Linked DNA regions of Neogale vison: region 2 is linked to region 1. The links are chromatin contacts, called in public Hi-C maps. All regions are on one chromosome and are shown on one strand. Each heading gives the region's core, a stretch centred on a gene start, on an enhancer-like site or on the middle of the called end of the contact. The rest is flanking DNA. Distances are from core to core; before and after follow the strand shown.

Region 1 (4,244 bases), core at 1,068-3,567:
ATTAAAGATCTAAATGTGACAGGTGAACCATAAGAATACTAGAAGACAGCAGAGGCAGTAATTTCTCTGACATCAGCAGTAGCAACATCTTTCTAGATAGGTCTGCCTCCTGAGGCGAGGGAAATAAAAGCAAAAATAAACTACTGGGACTACATCAAAATAAAAAGCTTTTGCACAGCAAAGTAAACAGTCAACAAAACCAAAAGACAACCTACTGAAGGGGAAAAGATATTTGCAAATGACAGATCTGAGAAGGGCTTAGTATCCAAAATATATAAAAAACTGCTACTACTCAACACCCAAAACACAAATAATCCAATTAAAAAATGGGCAGAAAGACATGAACAGACATTTCTCCAAAGAAGACATCCAGATGGCCAACACACACGAAAAAGTAATGACTCATTACTTTTCAACATTACATATTTTTAAAAATATATTTTATTTATTTATTTGACAGAGATCACAAGTAGGCAGAGAGGCAGGCAGAGAGCGGAGGAAGGAGGCTCCCTGCTGTGCAAAGAGCCCGATGTGATGCTGTGAGATGTGATGCTGTGATGCGGGGCTTGATCCCAGGACTCTGAGACCATGACCTGAGCCGAAGGCAGAGGCTTTATAACCCACTGAGCCACCCAGGCGCCCCTCATCATTACATTTCAACATACATGAAAAAGATACCTCATCATCGGGGAAATGCAAATCAAAACTATAATGAGCAATCACTTTACACCTGTCAGAATGGCTAAAACTAACACCACAAGAAACAAGTGTTGGCAAGGATGATGTGGAAAAGGAACCCTCATGCACTGCTGGGAATGCAAACTGGGTAAAAACAGTACGGAGGTTCTCAAAAAGTTAAAAATAGAACTACCTTAGGATCCAGTAACTGCACTATTGGGTAGTTACCCCCAAAATACGAGAACACTATTTCGAAATGCACCCCAATGTTGCGGCAGTATGCAAGCAGTCCAAGTGTCCACTGATAGATGAATGGATAGAGAAGATGTTTATGTTGGGTGGAAATCAGTAGTGCAGGCAAGAAACAGTGGTGCCAGAGTGGAAGAAAAATAGATGGATTTAAGAAATACGTTGTGGAGGTAAAACACCGATTTGGGTGATGGACTGAACATCTAAGGTGATGGAAGTTTGCAGGAAGAATGATTCCACAATTTTTGGCTAGCATATCTTGATGGATAATAGAGATACTGATCCAGACAAGGAACACCAAGAGGCCCAAACTTAGCAGAATAACGGATTTGCTTTGGGACACTATGAGTTTAAAATGCCTTTGAGGTATCAGGTAGGCAGACATATTACAGAGGTTTCTCTTTCAGAGTAAAGGTGGCTCCGGAAAAAGAAATGTGTGAGCAACTGACATAGTTGGTAATGGGACTGTCTTGGTAGCAAAGGGCCTAGGACAGGACATAAGCCTAAGTAAACAGAAACTTACAACGAGGGACCGGCAAATAAGACGAGGAAAGACCAGCCAAGCCAAGTCAGAGAAGCCAAAAAGGAGTGTCACCAGAAAGAAGTAATGCTCAAAACTGGCCAAAAGGAGTAACTCTCAAACACTGCTGAGAACTCAGGTTAAGTTAAAAACTGAAAAGTGTCTGTTAGATTTAACGACTTGGAAGCACTGCTAACTTCTGCCAGGGTTCTTTCTATAGTGATGGAGGGAACAACGGATTGGAGTCTGTTAACCGGAGGTGAGATGAAAACTGACAACTCTAGAGAAGTTCGGCCGCGGATAGGGGACAGAAAGAGGGTGATGGGGGACGATCAAGTTAATTCTGCTTCGTTTTCTTAAGTAGAAAAAACATGGACATGTTTAAAAGACAATAGTAAAAATTTTTCGAGGAGATGGTTAGAATTCTAGGGAGTCACCCGATGGTCCCCCCCCCAACCTCGCCAAACTTATCCCGCCTTTTCTCCCCATCGCCTCCAGCTCCTCTCCCCCTTCTCCATCCCCACAAGCCCAGGGCCCACAGCCACCCTAGCCCCGCTGCCCGCAGGTGTCTCCTCACCGCAATGGCCCCCTCGCTCAGGTGGCCCACCATGACTGCGCTGCGCCAACTCCCGCGCTCCGGCTCCTCGACACCTCCCGCTCACTCCCGGGACCCCGCGCGCTCCAAAGCTATTGGGCTAAGTAGCTGCAGGCACCACCCCCGCCTTCTGACATGCGCAAGGCACAAGGGCGGGCTTAGGAGCGGAGCAGCCACGGCATTGGCCGAGGCCCTGCGAGCAGCCCACGTGACATGCAAAAGCCCGGGTTCAGGACCTCGTCACGCCACTGCTGCGCCTGGGGGTGGGGCCCGAGCCGTGGGGCGCGCCAAGGATGACGCGGGTTCTTTTTCTGGGCGTGAGGTCCAGTCCCGAGAGCTTTCCTAGACGGTGCTCGGAAAAAAACCTGGCTCGGGCCTTTGCTGCGCCGACCGACTGTTAGCCCCGAAGAGAGAGCTATTCCCTGACACCTCTGCTGCTAGCCGTAGGCAAAGCAGTAACTTGATTCCTTCGGCAATCCAAGTGCCGATCTCCCGCCATTGCTAGACCCTGAGCTTGGCACAAGGGGAATCTGCGAAGGTAAATAGGATCCGGTCCCTGCCCTCAGAGGAGAGCATAGTCTGTCGAGGGAGCTACCGCAGTGAGTAGCCCTAACTCCAGGTAGACATGATTTGGGCCTCAGGAGAAATACAAAGTGTACTGCGGTCGCAGATGGAAAATCAGGGAAGGCTTCCTGGAGGAGGTGCCGTTTAAACTTGGTCTTGAAGGGTGTGTGCAAATTTGCGAGGTGGACCCTGAGGGAGCGATGCTCCCGGAAGAAAGCATAACCTATGCAAAAACTAGGGAGGTGAATAGCCTGGCAAGCTAAGGATGGCTTTAAGTGGCTCAGGACAGTAGGGTACAAAGGAAGAGGTGAGACTTGGGCATTAGAAAATGAGCCCAGGGGTCAGATTTGTACTGGGCTTTCCTAAATGCTTGGAGGAGCATTCATTGATTAAGGCAGAGGACTGACATCTGTTTCAATATGGAGGATGAATTGAATTTAGGGGGTAGGGTAGGGTAGGGAACTGAGTCCGTGGAGACTAGTTATGACACTGGAAAGAATGCCAGACCAGAGATGGTGAGGACTTGAATAAAGAAATGATCTGGGAACTGAAAAATCTGAACTGTGTAAGAGATAGAAACGTTTGTTAATTTAATAGTAGCTGGGGAGAGAGAAAAATCTGGAATGTCTCAGGTTTCTCACCTGAGGAGCTTGGGAAGATGGAGGTTTTAAGAGGCAAGCCTGGTGTGTGGAACAAAGTAGGCCTTCAGTAAATATTTCTAAATAAAAAGATGCTCAGTGAATACGTGTGAGAGAAAATAGATTCTCAGCATGGAAACTACAGGAAAAGACCACAAGAATGATTTTTGTTGCTTCACATTTGTTTGAGTGAAATCTTGATTTTTTTTTCCCTAGACTTGTGCATTTGTAGAAATCTGAATTCCTTATTTTCTTACTCATTTTAGAGACCTAAGGTAGAATGGATCTGCCTGTGGATGAGTGGAAATCATATATATTTCAGAAATGGTCTTTGCTCCCAAAGTCCATTCAGGACACAATTTCTACGGCAGACACTTTAAAGGATATCTTTCTTCACTCCTCTTCGCTTCTTCAGTAAGTGTGTGAAAGCTTTAACCTGGGAAATTTTGATCGAGAAAATGTTCTCTTTTGTCATTTGCTCTCACTTTCTATCTCTTTTTCATAGAAGGATTAAGTTCAGATTTTATATTTCTTGCTATTTCCAGTTTTTCCTAACCTACTATTACAGAACAGGTGGGGATGCTAATGACTTTTTTGGTGTCAATGTTATGTTTCAATAATCAATGCCTTGCTACAGAAATTAGGCTTTGAACTTTGCTATCTCCCAAAAGATATAGTGGGCATTTACTAGCTACACATAGAAATTTATAGGTGCTCAAATTGAGAAAGGACTTTAGAAGTCATACAGTCTAACCCCAGTATTTTTCAAACTCTCTTGACTGACTAACATCCTCAGTAAGAAATACTATTTTAGAGGCACCTGGGTGGCTTAGCGGGTTAAGCCTCTGCTTTTGGCTCGGGTCATGGTCTCAGGATCCTGGGATCAAGCCCCGAGTTGAGCTCTCTGCTCGGTGGGGAGCCTGTTTCTTTCTCTCTCTCTCTCTCTCTCTCTCTGCCTACTTGTGATCTCTGTCAAATAAATAAATAAAATCTTAAAAAA
Region 2 (4,553 bases), core at 967-3,466, 100 kb after region 1:
TAGGTAACTAACTGCCTTAGGTAACTTGCCCAAGGTCACCTAGGAAAGAAGTGGTAGGGCCAAGATTCAAACCCAGACTATCTCATTCTAAAACCAGTGCTCACTGCACTCCATACAGCATTATTTTCTCAGCACGATGTACACCCCCAAATTTGGTTTGAGTACCTGAAGGCAGAGAACGGGTTTTGATAAAAGGTAGTGCCTGCTGCTAAGGACCTATGAAATTGGGTCCACCAGGTCTGCTCTGGTCCTTTTACCTAGACTGAGCAGGCCCTTTTTCTTCCCGTAAATCGGTGTGTGCTCTGCCCTCTAGTGGTTTCGCTTGCAATCAACAATGACCTTGAGTGTAACTAACTAACCTAAGGATTCTTTTCTTGAATAGGATGGCCTTACAATGCTGGCCACTGGTGCACTAAGATTTCTGGTGGCACTGACACCTTCCCCAATCGGAGGTCTAAAACAGTGGTTTTCAAACTTGATGATGTACTTCAGATTCAGTAGTCTGGGGTGAGACCCAGGAATCTGAAATTTTAAGAAGCACCCCAGTTCATTCTAATGCAGGTCATCTGCAGGCCACATCTCCATGTAATGATCTGTAACAGCTCAATTGTAAATCTGTAATAGCTCCCTGGAATCCCAACCCAAGCACCCTTGGGCTTTGGGGAATCTGGGACCAAATTAGCTACTCCCTTTTGCCAACTTCAATATTGAGTTTCCTGGAGGTCATGGCTTGGATAGTCGGGGAGGGAAGCTGCAGCTGCCCAGGCAGTTAGCCCATGCTGAGTGAGGTTAGTTCTTGCTGATCTGGCAGGGAGAAAAATGAAGGAAGCTAACATTTAGTGCAGCAACTGTGGGCCAGATACTGTGCTAGGTGTTTTCAAATAAAATCCTTTTTTAATCCCTACAATAAACCGTGAATTTATTATTCACTCTCTTGCCGATGAGGAAATTGAGGTGCAGAGATGTTGAATATCTTCAAGTTCAGAGCTGGTAAGGGCTGGAATTAGACTGAATTGCCTAATTCAGTAATTCTCAACTGGGGGAAATTGAGGCCACCAGGTATATCTGGTAATGTCCAGAGACAATTGTGGTTGTCCAAACTGCAGGGTAGAGGTGTTGCTAATTTCATCTAGTGGGTCAGGGATGCTGCTAAGTATGTTACAAATGACAGTTCCCACAACAAGAAATTATCTAGCCCAAAATGTCAATAGTGCTGAGGTTGAGAAACCCTGGACTGAAAGCATTTTCTTTCGCCCTATGGGGTGGGAGAGTGAGGGGAGGGAGAGTTAGTGGAACAAAGTGGAGATGGGCCTACCCCAAAGGCCTTGGGAAGGAAGAGGACAGGACTTCCAAGATAAGGATAGTGGATAATGGGGGCAGCTGGTGAGGTTTCTCTTTCTTCCAAGCTTGGCCAAGGCCCTGCTCAGTTTCTCCCAGCCTTGCCAAGTCAGTCCTGGGACTTCACACTAAGTTTGTCCTGGAATAACCCTGACTCCTAGCTCAGGGCTGAGGTAAAATATTTACCTGGGCCTTCTTGGAGGACTTCCCAAAGCCCCTGGTTTCTAGAATCAATGCCTTCCACCTGCAGCCCACATTAGCACCCTTGCTGTGGAAGGTGAGAGTGTAAATAAAACAAGGGTCAGGTGGTACCTAGGTTAGAAGTGGACTGAATAGGCAAAGTCAAGAGAGTCCCCTTAGGGGGTCCCTGTCTGGGAAGGAACAGGGCAACTAGTAGGGAGTAGGGGGCACATGGCCTGGAGAGCAGGTTCTGACCCCAGGAGGCTTGCTTTCCACAGCCATTCCTCTCCTCTAGGTTTGGTTTGTTCCTTCACTTGGACCTTCCCCAACACCCATTCCTGGAGCACCCACACATCCAGCCAGCCACCATTCTGGGCTTCCCTTATACTGGCCTCCTTCTAGACCTGGGAAGGCAGGTCTGAGCTGACTGTGCAGACAGGAAATACTTTTCGTTCCAAGCTCAGAACCTCTGAAGAACTAACCAGCCGACTGCGGGGGGGTGGGGGGAGGGAGACAGTCTTGGAGTGAAAGAGTAAAGAACATACAAGCAGATTCCCCATATTTGGGGTTCCATTTCCTTTCTTCCCTCAGGACCGGAGAGGGTTGGGGCGGAGGCGCGGGGGTGGGTGGGGGGATAAAAGGATGGAGGAGGATGTGGTAACAGCTGATTCGTCCCCTGAGGTCACACTTTCCAACAATCAGCTGTTACTGGGGAGGAAGGCAGGAAGTTTCCTTAAAGGCACACGGTTCTGAACGCAGAGTCAGGAATTCTGGAGCTCCTAGGAACCACAGCAATTACTTGGTGGAGCCGGTGTTTAGTACAGAGAAACTATCTCACACCCGAGATTCATCCTTCCGGCTTATTTACCCTCACACTCAATTTGGAGGCTATGGGAAAATCATGAATCCCTACCGACACGTTCGTCTTTGAAGGCGGGGGCTGGGTGGGGGGATGGGGAAGCGGGTGGGTGATAAATTGCCGCTTGTCCCCGACTTGTCCCTTTAAATAAGCGGTTCAGCAGCTTTTGCCAAGTCATTGGGTTCCTTTTGGTTTTGCCCATTCCCCGCCCCCCTCGGCTCTGATTGGCCCCTGGGGAAGGGCCAGACTCCTCATTGGTCTCTGCCTTTGAAATCCCTTCTAAGTAGGTCTGAGTCAGTGAAAGGCTTCTCGAGGGCGGGACAGAATGGGGCATTAGGCGGAGGATGGGCTTGCTTACCAGTTGATACTTTGGAACGACCCATTCCCTAGTTTCTGACCACAAGTCTTGCTTCTACCCTCAGGTGAAGACTGTACTATGAATCTTTTGTTAGGAGTCTGCTGCTTGAGAGGCTCTGACTACGATTGGGATGAGACATACTCTGCAAGAAAAGCCTCCTGGTTAGTAAGAGCCCGCCACAAGGGGAGGACTAGCTCTCTCCGGTGAAAGCTAGCACTAGGCGAGATGGGCAGTTTTCCTTCCCCAAAAGCCCTCAAGAGTCCTCATGCAATGGAAGAGCCTGCTAAGCGGAGGCTGATTTCCATCTTCAGTTCTACCCACTCCTGCTGCTTTGCCTGCTCCATCTTTCCCTAGGGAGCTATCGCCTCATGCGCAGAAGTCAGCGAATCCGTTTTGGGATAGTGTAAAAGAAACACTCACGGCTCCCCAGAGTGGGGGGCTGTAGCCCTTTAAGGACTTCGCCGGGATGGATTCAGAAAGGAGTTTAAAAATGCCAACTCACAGAGCGCGCTGGATTGTGGGAACGAGGTATCAGACCGAGAACTACATTGACCAGTGTGCACCGCAAACACACACGCCTTTACTTCCTTCTGCTCTTTAGGACTCTGGTTTGACGTAGCGCTCCTCAAAGCTAGCGGCCTTAGGCGGAGGCCTCAGCCACACCCTTTCATGTATTGGCGAGCTTGTGAGTTGGTGGGCGTGGTCTATCGCAGCTCCACCAGGCGAAGGGGTGGCCTCCTTGCCAATCAGAGCTAAGACGCCGGGAGAGGCGGGACCTGGACGAAGTGCTGGCGCCCCCGAGTGGGTGTGGTCACGCTGCCCAGCAGTGGGCGGTGATTGGCCCTGGGCGGTGCAATCGCAGCTTGTGCGTCACGACGCCGCCAGCTGATCGGAGACTGGAGCCGGTGTGTGCTGGGCGCAGGGAAGACACAGCGCCGCGGGCCGTGGGGAACGGACGCACTGATTTGCTCCCTTACCCTCAGCAACCCCCCCACCCAGCACCAGGTGGGTGTGAGCTGGGGCCCCGGCCGCACTGGAGGGAACCATGCTAACGGGGTGATAGGGGAAAGTAGGGTCCTGGTGGCCACACCCTGCCCTTCCGGGGGAGGGGTGAGGGGGCGGCGGGGGCAGGGAAGCTCTGGGGGTGAGGGGGCCTGGACTGGCTGGAGTAGTTTGGCAGGAGGCTTAAAGAAAGAGTCCGGGACGACAGTCGTGGCGGAGGGTTTTGCAGAGTGGCTAGAAGGTAGACGAGGGGCTAGGGGGCTGGGGGCAGCTACCTCGGAGCTCCCTGGTCAGAGGATACGAGAACTGGCCTCCCAGCTTGGGGAAGGTTTGGACCTGGCGGGTAGCGGAGAGGTAGTTTTCCTCTGCAGGCAGTCAGCTGGTCAGGGCCAATTGAGCGCCCTGGCAGGGAAGGGGTCTCTGGGCGGGCCGGCCCCTCCTCTCGTTCCCTCCAGGGGATGTTATGTAAGGGGGGAGGGGAGAGGAGTAGGGGGCGGCGGTGCGGGGGCCTTATGCAACCCAAAGGTTAGGGTTTCACCGCGGTTGGTGGGGGAAGCGGGCTGGAGGAGGACCTGGAAACTCTAACCCCCCCCTCCCCAGCCTAACTGGCCGTCTTGGGCCCAGAGAAGGTCACCTCTGCACCTCCCCCCAGCATGTCCGGTTGTGGGGCCCCTAGCCCAGGCCTGGCCCTGACCGCCTGGGAAGCCGGCTGGCTGGGTGGGGCGCCTGGGTTAGTCATCACTGGGCTCCCTCTCTCCCCACCTCTCGGCCAACTCTTGGCCCCTCCCTCTGGCCTCTCGCTAGGCTATCGCCCCC

The links. A called contact is a pair of places that touch in the nucleus more often than the background predicts.
Region 2: a Hi-C map of muscle shows a contact between it and region 1, with 8 times the contacts expected there. The contact joins the enhancer-like site here to the promoter of SMYD4 in region 1. A contact is called at or near these places in 2 of 3 Hi-C or Micro-C datasets (fibroblasts and muscle).

What each region holds. Positions count from the first base shown.
Region 1 is chr5:25,574,327-25,578,570 of ASM_NN_V1, forward strand. SMYD4 (SET and MYND domain-containing protein 4) reads left to right here and starts at 2,318. Exons shown (of 11, transcript XM_044248165.1): 1 at 2,318-2,580; 2 at 3,511-3,658. The coding sequence starts at 3,525. RPA1 (replication protein A 70 kDa DNA-binding subunit) reads right to left here and starts at 2,143. Exons shown (of 17, transcript XM_044248163.1): 1 at 2,025-2,143. The coding sequence starts at 2,057.
Region 2 is chr5:25,676,190-25,680,742 of ASM_NN_V1, forward strand. No RefSeq gene overlaps it. Among named protein-coding and RNA genes, the nearest start is that of WDR81, 3.6 kb to the left of the region's middle. Within about 2 kb of position 2,217, the one cell type or tissue checked has open chromatin away from gene starts, as enhancers often do. A contact at or near this core is called in fibroblasts, where this site is marked.